Regions from separate parts of the Sus scrofa genome. Here region 1 is linked to region 2. The links are chromatin contacts, called in public Hi-C maps. All regions are on one chromosome and are shown on one strand. The core of a region is the stretch at or near the end of the contact, and the rest is flanking DNA. Distances in the headings are between cores, read along the strand shown. Region 1 has its middle 340 kb from the start of ICE1. Region 2 holds the start of UBE2QL1 (ubiquitin-conjugating enzyme E2Q-like protein 1).

The links. A called contact is a pair of places that touch in the nucleus more often than the background predicts.
Region 1: a Hi-C map of subcutaneous adipose tissue shows a contact between it and region 2, with 3 times the contacts expected there. The contact joins the enhancer-like site here to the promoter of UBE2QL1 in region 2. A contact is called at or near these places in 1 of 5 promoter capture datasets (liver) and 15 of 47 Hi-C or Micro-C datasets (alveolar macrophages, brain, embryonic fibroblasts and 10 more).

The regions. Positions count from the first base shown.
Region 1 is chr16:75,906,281-75,912,481 of Sscrofa11.1, reverse strand. No RefSeq gene overlaps it. Among named protein-coding and RNA genes, the nearest start is that of ICE1, 340 kb to the left of the region's middle. Within about 2 kb of position 2,526, at least 8 of the 83 cell types and tissues checked have an H3K27ac peak or open chromatin away from gene starts, as enhancers often do.
Region 2 is chr16:75,472,761-75,478,759 of Sscrofa11.1, reverse strand. UBE2QL1 (ubiquitin-conjugating enzyme E2Q-like protein 1) reads left to right here and starts at 4,254. Exons shown (of 4, transcript XM_021076776.1): 1 at 4,254-4,463; 2 at 4,466-4,604; 3 at 4,607-5,157. The coding sequence starts at 4,359.

The DNA.
Region 1 (6,201 bases), core at 1,277-3,776, 440 kb before region 2:
GCCAAAAAATAAAAAATAAAAAAAGAGTGTTTTGACTATCAATCATATTTTGTATATAAAGGTAATTGTTAATAAAAAAAACTTGGGATCAATTATTTTGCAGAATAAGAGTGTATTCAATAGTATTTTTCCTTTTAAGGAAGAAGTCTCGGTATTTCCCAAATCTTAACGAATTTGCCTTTTAGAAGAAAACAATCCTAGCTCTAAAAGTCGTGCATTCAATTGCCTCATCAACCACCGTCTGCTAAAGCTTTCTTTCTTTTCCCCCCACGTGCCGAAGGGCAGAACCAGTTAAAATGGTTGTTATTGTCCACGTGGCTTTACTGTCCTGAAGATGATCACTCATTTACTCAGTCACTCTGTCATCAAACATAAATTCCTATTTAGGGAGGCCCTGAGCTATACATTACGGAGACAGGCTCCCTGCCCCCGAGAAGTGCATTTCCCAGAAGGGGAGACAAGGTATATTAACAGCAGCCCTCTGACTCCAAAGCCACTCTACCCTCCAGCAAAATGCAAAGTGCCAAGGAGCAAGGAGTGTGTACATAGGAAGGACTGAGCCACCCGGGGAGGGTGCCACAGCCTGCCACCTGCAAGTGGAGAAGGCAGGCTTGGCCAAGTGGCAGTAGGTGCTGAGAGCCAGTTGGGGGTTTGGGCTTGATTCATGGAAGATGACAGCATGTCCACACTGATTCAGAGTGTCAGGGGCTAACTGGGATGGTTAGCCTGGATGCCGCTGACAATTTGGGTTACATTAAGAAGCAATATTCAATTTTACAGTCCTTCCCCCAAAGGATGCCAAAAAGCGTCTGCAAGGTGTGGGATTTGGGGAGCAGAAGTTGGATGGGGTGTATGCTTCCAGTATGTTTGATTTATAAAGACAAGGAGCTACCTCAGCAGTGGCCAGAAATAGAAAATAATTATCACAATACACATAACACTTGGCCCAAGCTTATAAATGAGATTGTTCAGGGTGCCAAGGTTCCATTTGGAAAATAATCTTTCCCAGCCAGGGTGTGACACTCAGCTGGCTTGGAAAGGTCCTGGGCAAGCCGTGAAACCACCTGGGCGTGTCCTCTAACAAATGCCAGGGCGTGGGTGCTCAGCCCTTTGGTAGTTCAAGCAGAAATGTCATGTCTGGCACCTGCAGGAGGCTGGAAAGCATAACGGGCCCCTTTCAGGTCCAGTTTGTCCATTCTTCATGCTCTGCTGCATCACCGTCTGCTCTTTGGTGAAGGGCATCAAGAGGGGGCTTTCAGCAGCTGAAAGACACGGAAAGACCCACGTCCATCAAGGCCAAATCTCAGCCAAGGGAAGGGGCAGCAAGTGAGGACCTCAGCCCAGGTCTCAGTCCCCAAGTAGATGCTGAACAAAGAAGCCCAGATGGGGCAGCGAGAGGCAGCTGGAAGGGGGATCTCCCCTGCTTTCCCTGTAGGGGGGACACCTGGAACCCCCGCAGCCAGCTGCTCACATCCTTGAGTCCATCCCACATGCCTACAGCCCCCCACCAAACTTTGAGGACATTCCCCAAGGATACAGTGGTGGCCAGCTCTCAAAGATCTATATGCTAAGAGTCAGAGTTGGCCCCACTGTGTGTCCCCCCGACCCCCCGCGCCAGTGGAACCAAAGGGTTTTGCTCCCCTGTGTAGGAAAAAAATAAACCTAATTCTGCCCATGGTTTTAGAAAATGTTGACTTCTCTATCCACCTGGGGAACCCACCCAGAATCGACCCAAATCCACTGTGTCCTATTAGAAATGACCCACGCGCATGCTCTTCTGAAGTGAGGTATAGCATCCTCTTTACTGATAAAGAAGAGCAGTAAGAAACACAAAACGTGGAGTTCCCCTTCTGGCTCAGTGAGTTAAGGACCCAAAGTCATCCCCACAAGGATGTGAGTCAATCCCTGGCCTCACTCGGTGGGTGAAGGACCTGGCGTTGCCGTGAGCTGTGGGGTAGGGCGGCAGCTGCAGCTCCAATTCAACCCCTGGCCTGGGAACCTCCATATGCTGCAGATGCAGCCCCTAAAAAGTTAAAGAAAGAAAAGAAAAACCCAATGTGTACAGTAGAGAGAGAACGCAGTACTTCTCTCTTCAAAGTCCCACCTTCTGCTTCTGTGATAAGCGATGGTGAAAGGGCCTTGGGATTGGAGAAACCAATTGTACCGTCTCCTGTGATTTGCGTATTGCATAGACGCCATGTGTCTCCCCTAGACATCATAATACAGTAACTTACCCAGGTTTATAGGAAAACATTTTAATTGGGGTAAGTAGTCTGTTCTCAGTCTCTCCAATGGAGTGGATATTGCCTTTTTCTGTCATAGGAGAGGCTGCAGGGGCATCATTTTAAGAGCTGGATAAAGGCAACAGCTGCTTTCTGATCCACCTGAGACTGCAAAGCCCAGCACAGGCTGTGCTCCCAGCTGAACAGGCACAGTTGGCCTGGGCAGGGCGCACGGTGTCAGCCTGCCCACGGCAGACTGGCCGAGCTTGGGGGCAGCTTGCCGATCCTGATGCTGGGCTGGTGGGGAGGGGACCAGCAGCCAGGCGGCTTTCCAGGAGCTTTTCCAAAGGGCAGGCTCTCGCCCTGCCAGGCACCTGTCATCCCTCCCCGCAGGCGCAGGCTCTGCTCTGGCACCCACTCCCCTGACGCAGGAACAGTGGGGAGTCACACGGCTCCATCCCCACAGGTTAACCTGCAGAACAAAGGTTTGGCAGAGAAAGCAAAGGGAGGTTGGCTGAGTCCCTTTCTGCTGGGCTTGGGTCCCTGCCCTGAGCATTGTCTGGACTTGGTGGAGAATCCAGGGGCTCTCCCACTGCCCGTGAAGCACGGGCCATTTCTCCCCAATCCATAAATTCCGTCAACCCCTCTCTCATCTCTTCCTTTTTCTTTCTCTTTTTCTATTTCCTTCCCTTTCCCGCACTCCCTCCTTATCCAATCATTCAAGCCAAGGCTCCTACTCTACAAGTAAGGGTTTGTTTTTATTTTATTTTAAAAATACATTTTTTTGTTTTTTTTTTTTGTTTTAGGGCCGCACCTGTGGCATATGGAGGTTCCCAGGCTAGGGGTCCAATCGGCTGTGACGGGAGACCCACGGGATGGGGGGACACGGGACGGGGACCACAGCACCGCTGGGCTGAGCCGCTCCGTTCACAGTTTACAGATCTCAGCTTCTCTCCGTGCTCCCTAGGAGCCTGCGAAGTTCTGTCTTCACACGGGGAGGGTTACAACCGAGTTGATGGCTGCTGGGATGGAGCAGCAACTTCCTCCCTCTCTCCCTCCCTCCCTTCTTTCTTCTAGGATGCGGGGCTCCGCCTCAAGACCTGGGAGGCTTGTGTGAGTGACAGATTCTCTCTTCTCTTGCTCATTAACTGCCCCCCACCCCAAACACTGGATGAACGCCCAGGTGGGCCACGGCTGCCCTGGGTACCTGGGGGACAAAGCAGCCAGAAGGCCAGGGAGGTGCCCTGGGGCGTTTCCCCTGCAAAGGTACCACTGGGCAGGGCTTGCCTCCTTCCCTCCCTGCCAGGCGGGCTCTCAGTTCAGGGGGCGGCTCCAAAGGCAGAAGCAAAGCCCTCTGTTCAGAGGGGCCGGGTCCCATGGGTAGCACGGCTGGTTTTTAGGTGATCTGGTGGACCGAGATGCCCACGGCTGATGCCCTCCAGGGGAAGGTGCGACTTTCCACGTAGCAGAGGCCAGGCAAGGGGAGGTTCCTCCCGCCCGTCTTCCCAGGTCCCATCCTCCCTCAAGGTTGTCAGCAGTATTTGCAGAGGCGCCCCTCCCCCAAGGCCGCGCTCTGAAAGGGGACAAAGCAGTTCGCATATGCAGGCGCAGCTGCAAAGGCTGCAAAGGAGTCTCTGGGAAAACCTGCCTGTTGCTCGGTCGTTCGCCCCCACGAGTCCTGCCGGCCCCGCCCTCTCGAAGCCCAGGCCGGCGGCTCTCGCTTCCGCCGGCAGAGGGCGCGCGCGGCAGTCTGGTTGCGGCTCCTGGCGCTGGTGGTGGCCTTTGCCAACTGTTCAGTGTCGGAACTGCCCTTTGCTCGTGCCAATCAGTGCTGTGCCGCGGGCACGCTCCTCGGACCCCAACGAGCCCCGGGGGACCGCTCCTCGTGAGAACCACTGTCCTCTCACCCTGGGCATATACCACTTCTCAGCAGGTGTGCAGGTCGCTCTACTCCTGGTTAATTCGGGCAGGTCGTCGGAAACGCCGGAAAAACGGAGTCCAGATGGAAGCATTGGTTGGGCCAGACCCCCACTCCCCCCGCAACTCCCCAGTAATTCTGCTCTTCCTTCCCTAGTTCCCCCAGCGCTCCTGGTTTTTGTTGGGTTAGTTGGTTGGTTGGTTCTTTTCCTATCCTATGTCGCTAGTGATGAATTGTGCAGTAACCAAGTGTTGGGTGTCTCTATTTTTAGCAATAACTATACAACACAGGCCAAATGTGGCATCAGAAATGTGTCTGGGTATTAATGTCAGTGACACAAAGGGGACACTTGGCTTTCTTGTTCCCTAAGATAAAGCGGCAATCTCAGTAAGCTTCTTGGTTTAGTTCTAATAAACTGCACCAGCAGCCAACATCCTGAGAAGTTTCCCACTTTTTAAATTTTTCTTTTTTGCACTGCAGACAATTCCTCAGCTTCATGACATTAGCTTTTAACTGTGATTCATGAAGTAATAAAGGGATCTTTTATTCAAGAAGCCACTTATCCTGCTAAAAATTCTTTCTTTATTAGCTTTCTCATTATGAGCCCGTAGCAGTCATCCATTTCTCAAAAAGAGCCAGATTCCTTATCGCGCTCTCTCTCTGGAGAGGGATGTGAGAGACATGGAAATAGTATAGCAGCCAGTTGGTAATTTTTCAGAAACCCATGAGAGAATAAGTCCAAGTTCTTGATTTTCCGGGGGACTATCCCAAAGCCACAACTTCCAGGATTCATCGGTGTGGCTCAGTGTTCCCGGGAGGGCTTGTCTATGACTGACCCCAGTTAGCGTTTTGTTTGAGGTTCTTGCCTTCGGAACATCTTTAAAACCATGACAGGCAAACTCGCCCAAATTGAATTCATCTGAGACCTACCTTGTAGGCAGACCCTAGTCCACGCCCACCTTCCTGGGAAAATCTTTAACGTGTGCATTTCCCTCTGGACCCTGAGCAAGGGTGCTGTGACCTTCCGAGGTGATGGAATGGGAACTGCGATGCGGTCCCGCTCAGCACCGCTCATGTGCGTGCTCAGTCTGGTCCAGCATGAGCTCTTGGTGTGGTTGTGGGATTTCTCTCATTTCCCTGGCAACCTGCTCTTCTGAGCTCCCAGATGCCCCCAGAGTTGTGTTATCAGCCGGCAGATTAAACAGCGAGTAGGTGGAGCTGACTGTGACACCAGCAAGTTCTGAGCCGGATGGGCTGCTTTGTTGTGGGAGGAGAGAGTGCCCAGCACTGAGTTATCCTTCTCACCGTAGCCTCAGAAATGGTACGTATTTGCTCGAAAAGCCACTTTAGTGATTCAAAGTCAGGATGGCTCTCTCTCTTTCTCGAAATTCAAGGGTATTGTATTTTATTCTTTTCATTTCCAGCTAAGGGTAGGGAATGGAAATGAGACCTTTGCCTGAGTTTTCTCTCATCACTGTTCCTACTCATGACAGATCTTGGGCCTGTCTCACAAGACTAATGGGTCCTTTAAAAGTTTCTTTTGCATCCCCAATTTAAAGAGCTATATGTTTCGTGAAATGCCAACCAGGAAGTCACCAGTATGTGTGGGCAGGCACCTCCGATAGCAAGTGATAATCAGATACTTTTCCTTCCACTGGGAAACTCTGGGACCCCATGTCTGCAGGCTGGTCAGTGGCCAGTCTTCTGGTCTTCAAAGATCCTGGTCTATAGAGGTCAAGAGACATTGATCTGTAGACTCCATAAAAGTGGCAAAAGATACAGCTCCCCCCAAGGAGCTGATTGAGAATAAAGACCCCCTCATACCTGAGACTTTCAAGTAAAAATATGACAGCTCATTCATGTGTGTTTTACTGGCATCCGAGTATCAGTTGAATGAATGAATAAGAGTAAGATGATCAAACAAACAGGCATTTGCAGGAAGTACAGTCCATTTAGCCAGAGCACAAAGAAATGTTAGCAAAGGGTGAGAAGGTTTTTATTTCACTGTTTTTAAAACATTGGGATAATTGCATGTCAGAAAAGACTTGTTGATGTATAGAT
Region 2 (5,999 bases), core at 3,005-5,504:
GCTGTGGTGTAGGTCACAGACATGGCTCCAATCTCGAGTCGCTGTGGTGGTGGCCGAGGCCAGCAGGTGTAGCTCTGATATGACCCCTAGTCATGGAACATCCATATGCCTCAGGTGTGGCCGTAAAAAGCAATAAATAAATGAATAAATAAATAAAATAGGGATACACACCTTACCTTCTTAAGGGTTTTTAATGATCATGAAGTGAATATATATATATATATATATACACACACAGACACACACATACATAAAACGCTTAGGATGACACGAGATATGAAATGCCACCTAAGCGCTGGCTTTGATGACGGAAGAACGAAGGCCATAAAGGGTCCTGTGACCTCGTGACATCAGAGATCCACACTCTGCTGCCTTCCAGTGACGGCTTCTGACAAAATGCTTTTGAGTATTACCAGCGAACTTCACGCCTTCATTCAAGGAAATAACCCATATGTGTGAACTGGGGGCTGATATTTGGAGCTGCTCTGGTTGATGCCTTTATGAGCTTTGGGGCCCCTAGAGAAATAGGACCCACTGGAAAAAAATTGGGATGCAGTCCTTTGAGACAAAGCCTCCTGGGCAAACCCAGTTCCGCACCTCTTTGTAAAAACTGCAAGTGGAGAAAGCCGGCCCCTCATGGGAGCATCACTGGGAGGCACAACGAAATTGCCAGATGATCTGCGACTGTGATAAGCAGCCTCCCTTCCTCCCCTTCCTGGCAGACTGGCCTGGGCTCTCTCTGCAGAGACTCCTGACCATTCCCCTCCCACCCCGGAGAAGGGAGGCGGAGCTAGAGATCCATAGCCGTCCTTAGAGATTACTTTATTTTACTAAACACTCTCGGTTCAACTGTCCTAATGCTGTAAACTTCACTGCCAATAAGCTAATTTCTAAAAACTGGCTAACAGCTTTTTTTTTTTTTCTTTTTGGAGTGTTTGAAAAGCAAATAAAGGAGAATCATTTTAACAACAAAATGTAACCTCTCCACGTGGCTGTAGGTACCCATTCACTCCACTGTCGACGTGGAACTTTCTAGAATCTCCTGGGATAGGAGACAGAGGAGGCCCTTCTTCCTACCCCTGAGGCTACCAACCCATCTCTGAAGCAAATATTTGTGGTTTCTGGGCTGGAGGTGTGAGGAGAGGGTAAGTCGAGAACACTTAACCTGTGCTAGTATAATAATTGTTATCCTTTCAAATTTCCTCCTTCTGGTCTTTGTTCCTATGCATATATTTTTGTCGTGGTAGCTATAGTATGGTGACATCAGAGATCCAAAATATGGGTATAATTTTGCACTCTGCTTTCTTACTTACAATTACAATTATTGTGTGGCTCCTAAATATTTTCATTTTACTATAAAATCTTCAGAACTAAAATGTTATTATTGCCGCATAAAATGTTCTCTCAAGTGGATTAGGTATAATTTACCTACCGCGTCCCCTGTTATTGTCAGTTTAGGTTGGTTCCAATTTTTAGCTAGCATTTGCCTTTAGCCCTCTCAAGAGTTGATCAGAGATGCTGAAAATGTGACAGGTAGATGATAAATAAGATAGCCACGATCTCACCTGACAGTCCTGTTTTGGCCTCTTGTTGCAGCATCGGTATGACCTGATCCTTTCACTCTCGAAACAAAAACCAAAAAAATCCCTGCATTTAGAGAATAAATTATATGATCAACCTAGTGATTCTCCAATCAGAACTAAAGGCCTTGCAGACAGCTGCTGGGATTTCAGCCAAGCCATTCCCAAGCCACACTGCATGACACACCTGCTTCGCACAGGAAACGTTTCTCCAAGGCCTCCCCCAAGGTCAGTTGGTCTGTGGCATGATGACCACACCTGCAGAGGAGGCCTTCTCACCTCCACCTCCTGGACTGGGACTGATACCCCACCCCAACAATAACCCCGCAATGCAGGCCACTGTCCCGGGCAACTGGTCAACCCCAGTGCAGGCATGAGGACACAGGGACCAGGCTACAGGTCCCAGCGCATGGCTGAGCTGCGCCAACTGCTGCGCTTCTTTGAAACGCAATTTCTTCACCAACAAAGTGGGTCAGATAAAACCCAAGACGCTTCTGTGGCCGCGAAATGATGAAACATTTATGCCTGCCTGTCACCTCTGGATCTTCTTGAATCCCTCTTCCCAGAGGTTAAATGAACTCGGGGAACGGATAGGCATTGTCATATCCTGCTCAACACCTCTTTAAAAATCAGAGCTGGAGAGAACAGGGTGCCCAAAAAAGCCCATGAGACCAGGTCAGCTAGATTTCCGTTGGCTACAGCCCAGATATGGTCACCAGCCTTCCAGCCTGCCCAAGCCGCTGCCCTGCCCAACAATCCCACCCACTGGAAAACAGCCTCTGAGAAAAGGCACCTTGGCGGCACAGCGGCCAATCCAGGGGCGGGTGTCCCAGGGTGAAAGCACTTGCCACAAGCCCTGGAGGCCTGGCTGGCCCCTTGCTCTTCCGGGAGACAAGGCCAGAAAACCAAACCCGTTAGGTCTGCGCTATCTCCGCAGTGGCCTGAAGAGTTATTTTTCACAGTGAACTCATCTTTGATAATTTGGAAAAAGACGGTAAACCGGTAAAGACGTTTAAAAACAATTGTCACGGTGACAGCAGCGTGAACAAGGTCTGGTGATAGACTTAGAGGCTTCTCAAGGTGAAAGCCAAACCAGGAACCGCGGGGAAGTCTGGGGTCCGTCCTAAGCCATTTCGGTTTTGGGGGTGATTCCTCCTACATGGCCGCGGTGGTCACCACTCCTCCCCACTGCGCACTTGGGCCACGCACTCGGGACCGTGCGCAGCAGTGCGATTCTTGCAAACTGATTCCCTCCTGCCAGGATGTTCCAGCTTCTGGGCTCTAAACGTGCTTTGTGCTTGAAATTTCACCAGATAAAAATAAGTTTCAATCGGTTAAAGGCAGAAAGGGAGACGCGTGATGAAAGTGTCCAGGCTGAGGGAGGATCCCCACTCCTTCCGCGGCGGGCCCCGAGGTCACCCGCGGGTAATGGGGACTCCGGGGCCTCAGAAGCCCAGCCGCGCGCCCTGAGCATCCGCTGGCGCCAGCACTGGACGCTTTTCCCCCGCCGCGCAAGCCAATGCCCCGCGGCTGCGTCTTCCCCTTTTCGGAACTCAGGAACCCTCCGGCGTGGCGGGCTGCAGAGGAGCTGGCCCGGCCGCAGGGGTGAATTCACCCTTTAACGTCGTGATTCGAGGTTGCCGCGGGGATGCTTCCCGCGACCTCATCCCCAGGCCCTGATTCTTTGCTCTGTCTTTGGGAAAGCGCTGGTTCCCCAGACCCCGGCCCAGGGTTACAGTGTAGGACACCGGGCTCCATCGGGTGCGAGGGAATCAATAAACAGGTTGCTTTCCACTCTTCTCCGACACCCCTTCCCCTCCGGCTTTTTCTAACCAGGTTAAGTGAGATCGGAGGCCGGGCCGGGGGCTGAGCCTGGATCCCGGGCAGAAGGACCGGGAGCCATGGAGATCCTCATTAACCTGCGCACACGCGAGCCCCTTCTCACCCCACTCCCCACCCTCGCCCCACTTCTGCCGGCTCCCCCCGCCGCTACCTCGCAGCCCGGCGCCCGGCCGCCCGGGCGCGCGCCGATGTCTCCCCCCAGCGGCCGCTAGCGTGTCGCCGCGGGAGCCGGGCGGCAGGCGGGCGGGCGGGCAGGCGGCGGGGGCGGCACGGCGCAGGCAGGCCCGCGGCTCCGCCCCGCGCCCCCCCACCCCCCCCCCCCCCGCCAGCCGAGCCGCCCCCTCCGCGCCGCGCTGGGCTCAGACCGAGCAGCCGCCTCTGCAATGTCAGCAGCCGCAGCGGCGGCGGCGGCGGCGACGCGAGCGGCAGCGGCAGCGGCAGCGGCCCGGGCCCCGCAGTAGCCGCCAGCGCGGCACGGCCCGGCGGGCGCGCACGGCGCGAGCCCGCGGCCACCTCGCTGCCTCCGGGGCGCTGCGGACGGCTCTGCGCGCCCCGGCGCGGCGCTCGGACTCGAAGCTAGCCCGGCTGCGGCCGCGCACAAAGGACCGCGGACACCGGGCTCTCGGGGCTGCGTCCAGGGATCGGCCAGTGGACGGCCAGCCGCGCCGCGTCCCCTCCACGCCTCCCCTCCCGGGCGGCCGGAGCCCGAACCAGAGCGGGCCCCGTCATATGACAGCGGCGACCCAGGAGCCGGCGAGCGCGCGTGCTGCCCGCTCGGCTGCGCCACGGCCGCCGGCGCCCGGCGTGGCCCGCGCCGCGCCCCGCTGAGTGGTCGCCGGTCGCTGCCGCCCCGCGCCCCCTACCCCCACCCCGCCCCGGCTCTCGGGATCCGGGAGCAGGAGCCTAGGGGAGCTCTCCGCCGGCGCCGAGCCTAAAATGGCCACGCTGCTCCGCAAAATCGGGCTCATCCGCCTGCACAACCGGGACACCGAGGACCCCAAGCACCACCACAACCACCGCGGCGGCGGCGGCGGCGGCGGCGGCAGCAGAGCGCGTCGCTGCGCGGCAAGGGCGGCGCCAAGAGCGGCGGCCACAAGCCCCAGCAGCAGCACCCCGCCGGGGGCGCGGGCGACGCCAGCCCCGGGCCGGGCAAGGGCAAGAGCAAGCGCGCGGCGGAGCTGGCCCGCGCGACAAGCCGCCGCAGCCCGCGGCGGGGGCGGCGGGGGCGGCGGGCGCCGGGGGCCCCCGGGAGCGGGCGGCGGGCGCCAGGGCGGGGCCGGGCCCGGCGGTGGCGGCGGCGGCGGCGGCGGCGGCGGGGGGCGGCAGCCTGGTGCCCGCGGCGCGCCAGCAGCACTGCACGCAGGTGCGCAGCCGGCGGCTCATGAAGGAGCTGCAGGACATCGCGCGTCTCAGCGACCGCTTCATCTCCGTGGAGCTGGTGGACGAGAGCCTCTTCGACTGGAACGTGAAGCTGCACCAGGTGGACAAGGACTCGGTGCTGTGGCAGGACATGAAGGAGACCAACACCGAGTTCATCCTGCTCAACCTCACCTTCCCCGACAACTTCCCCTTCTCGCCGCCCTTCATGCGGGTGCTCAGCCCGCGCCTGGAGAACGGCTACGTGCTGGACGGCGGCGCCATCTGCATGGAGCTGCTCACGCCGCGCGGCTGGTCCAGCGCCTACACCGTGGAGGCCGTCATGCGCCAGTTCGCCGCCAGCCTGGTCAAGGGCCAGGTAAGCGGGCAGGGGGCTGGGGGCGCGCGCGGCGCGCGGGGCTGGGCGCGCGGGGCTGGCTGCGCTCGCCCCTGGTGCGCGCGGCGCTCCTTCCAAACCTGCCTGCGAAGGGGCGACGTTCCCGGCGCCTCCACTTGTCCTCCGGGAGCGCCTTCTTCCTTCTCCACCTCTGCATCCCGCGTGCGCTGCCCAGTCCCTGCGGGTCTCCCTCTTGCTCCCTCTCCCCATCCCTCTAGGATGTGCCCTCTCCCTCCCCGAACACCCTCCTCGCCCTTTTCTCCTCCGCTTTCTCCCCTATGCCCCCTCTCACTCTACCCCTCTACCCTCTGTGCTCAAGTCCTAACCCGCTGCCCGCCTCTCCCCCTGCCCTCCCCCCTTCGCCACCTCCCCACGTTCCTCCATCTCGGCCCCCCCCCCCGTCTCCTCTCCCCCACCCCTCCCATTTCCCTCTACCGCCCCCCCCCCGCCTTGGTTTCTCCCCACCAACTGTCCCTGTCATCTCCCGCAGAGTGGAACTTTGCGTGGACCTCAGAATCTAAAAGTCCAGCCTAGTTTATGGCTCCTGTCCGGCCACACACACAAAGGTTCCCCCCCCCCGCAGCATTTCGGGAGGGCTCTGTAAGTGGGGAGCTCTGCGGAGGGCCAGGCTCCCGCTGGTGAATCTGCCCCTTTGCTCTGCTTCCTCCAAAACATCACCTAGTGCGAAGCGAAAATTTTGCTCTTGAGAAATTTCACGGGAAAGGCGGAGGTGTGGTTTGAATGGTACTTAAGTGACAAGACCAGACTCTGGTCAGGGAAAGGCCTGGTGCCTGCTTCTTTCCAGGACTGACACCTCTGGAGTA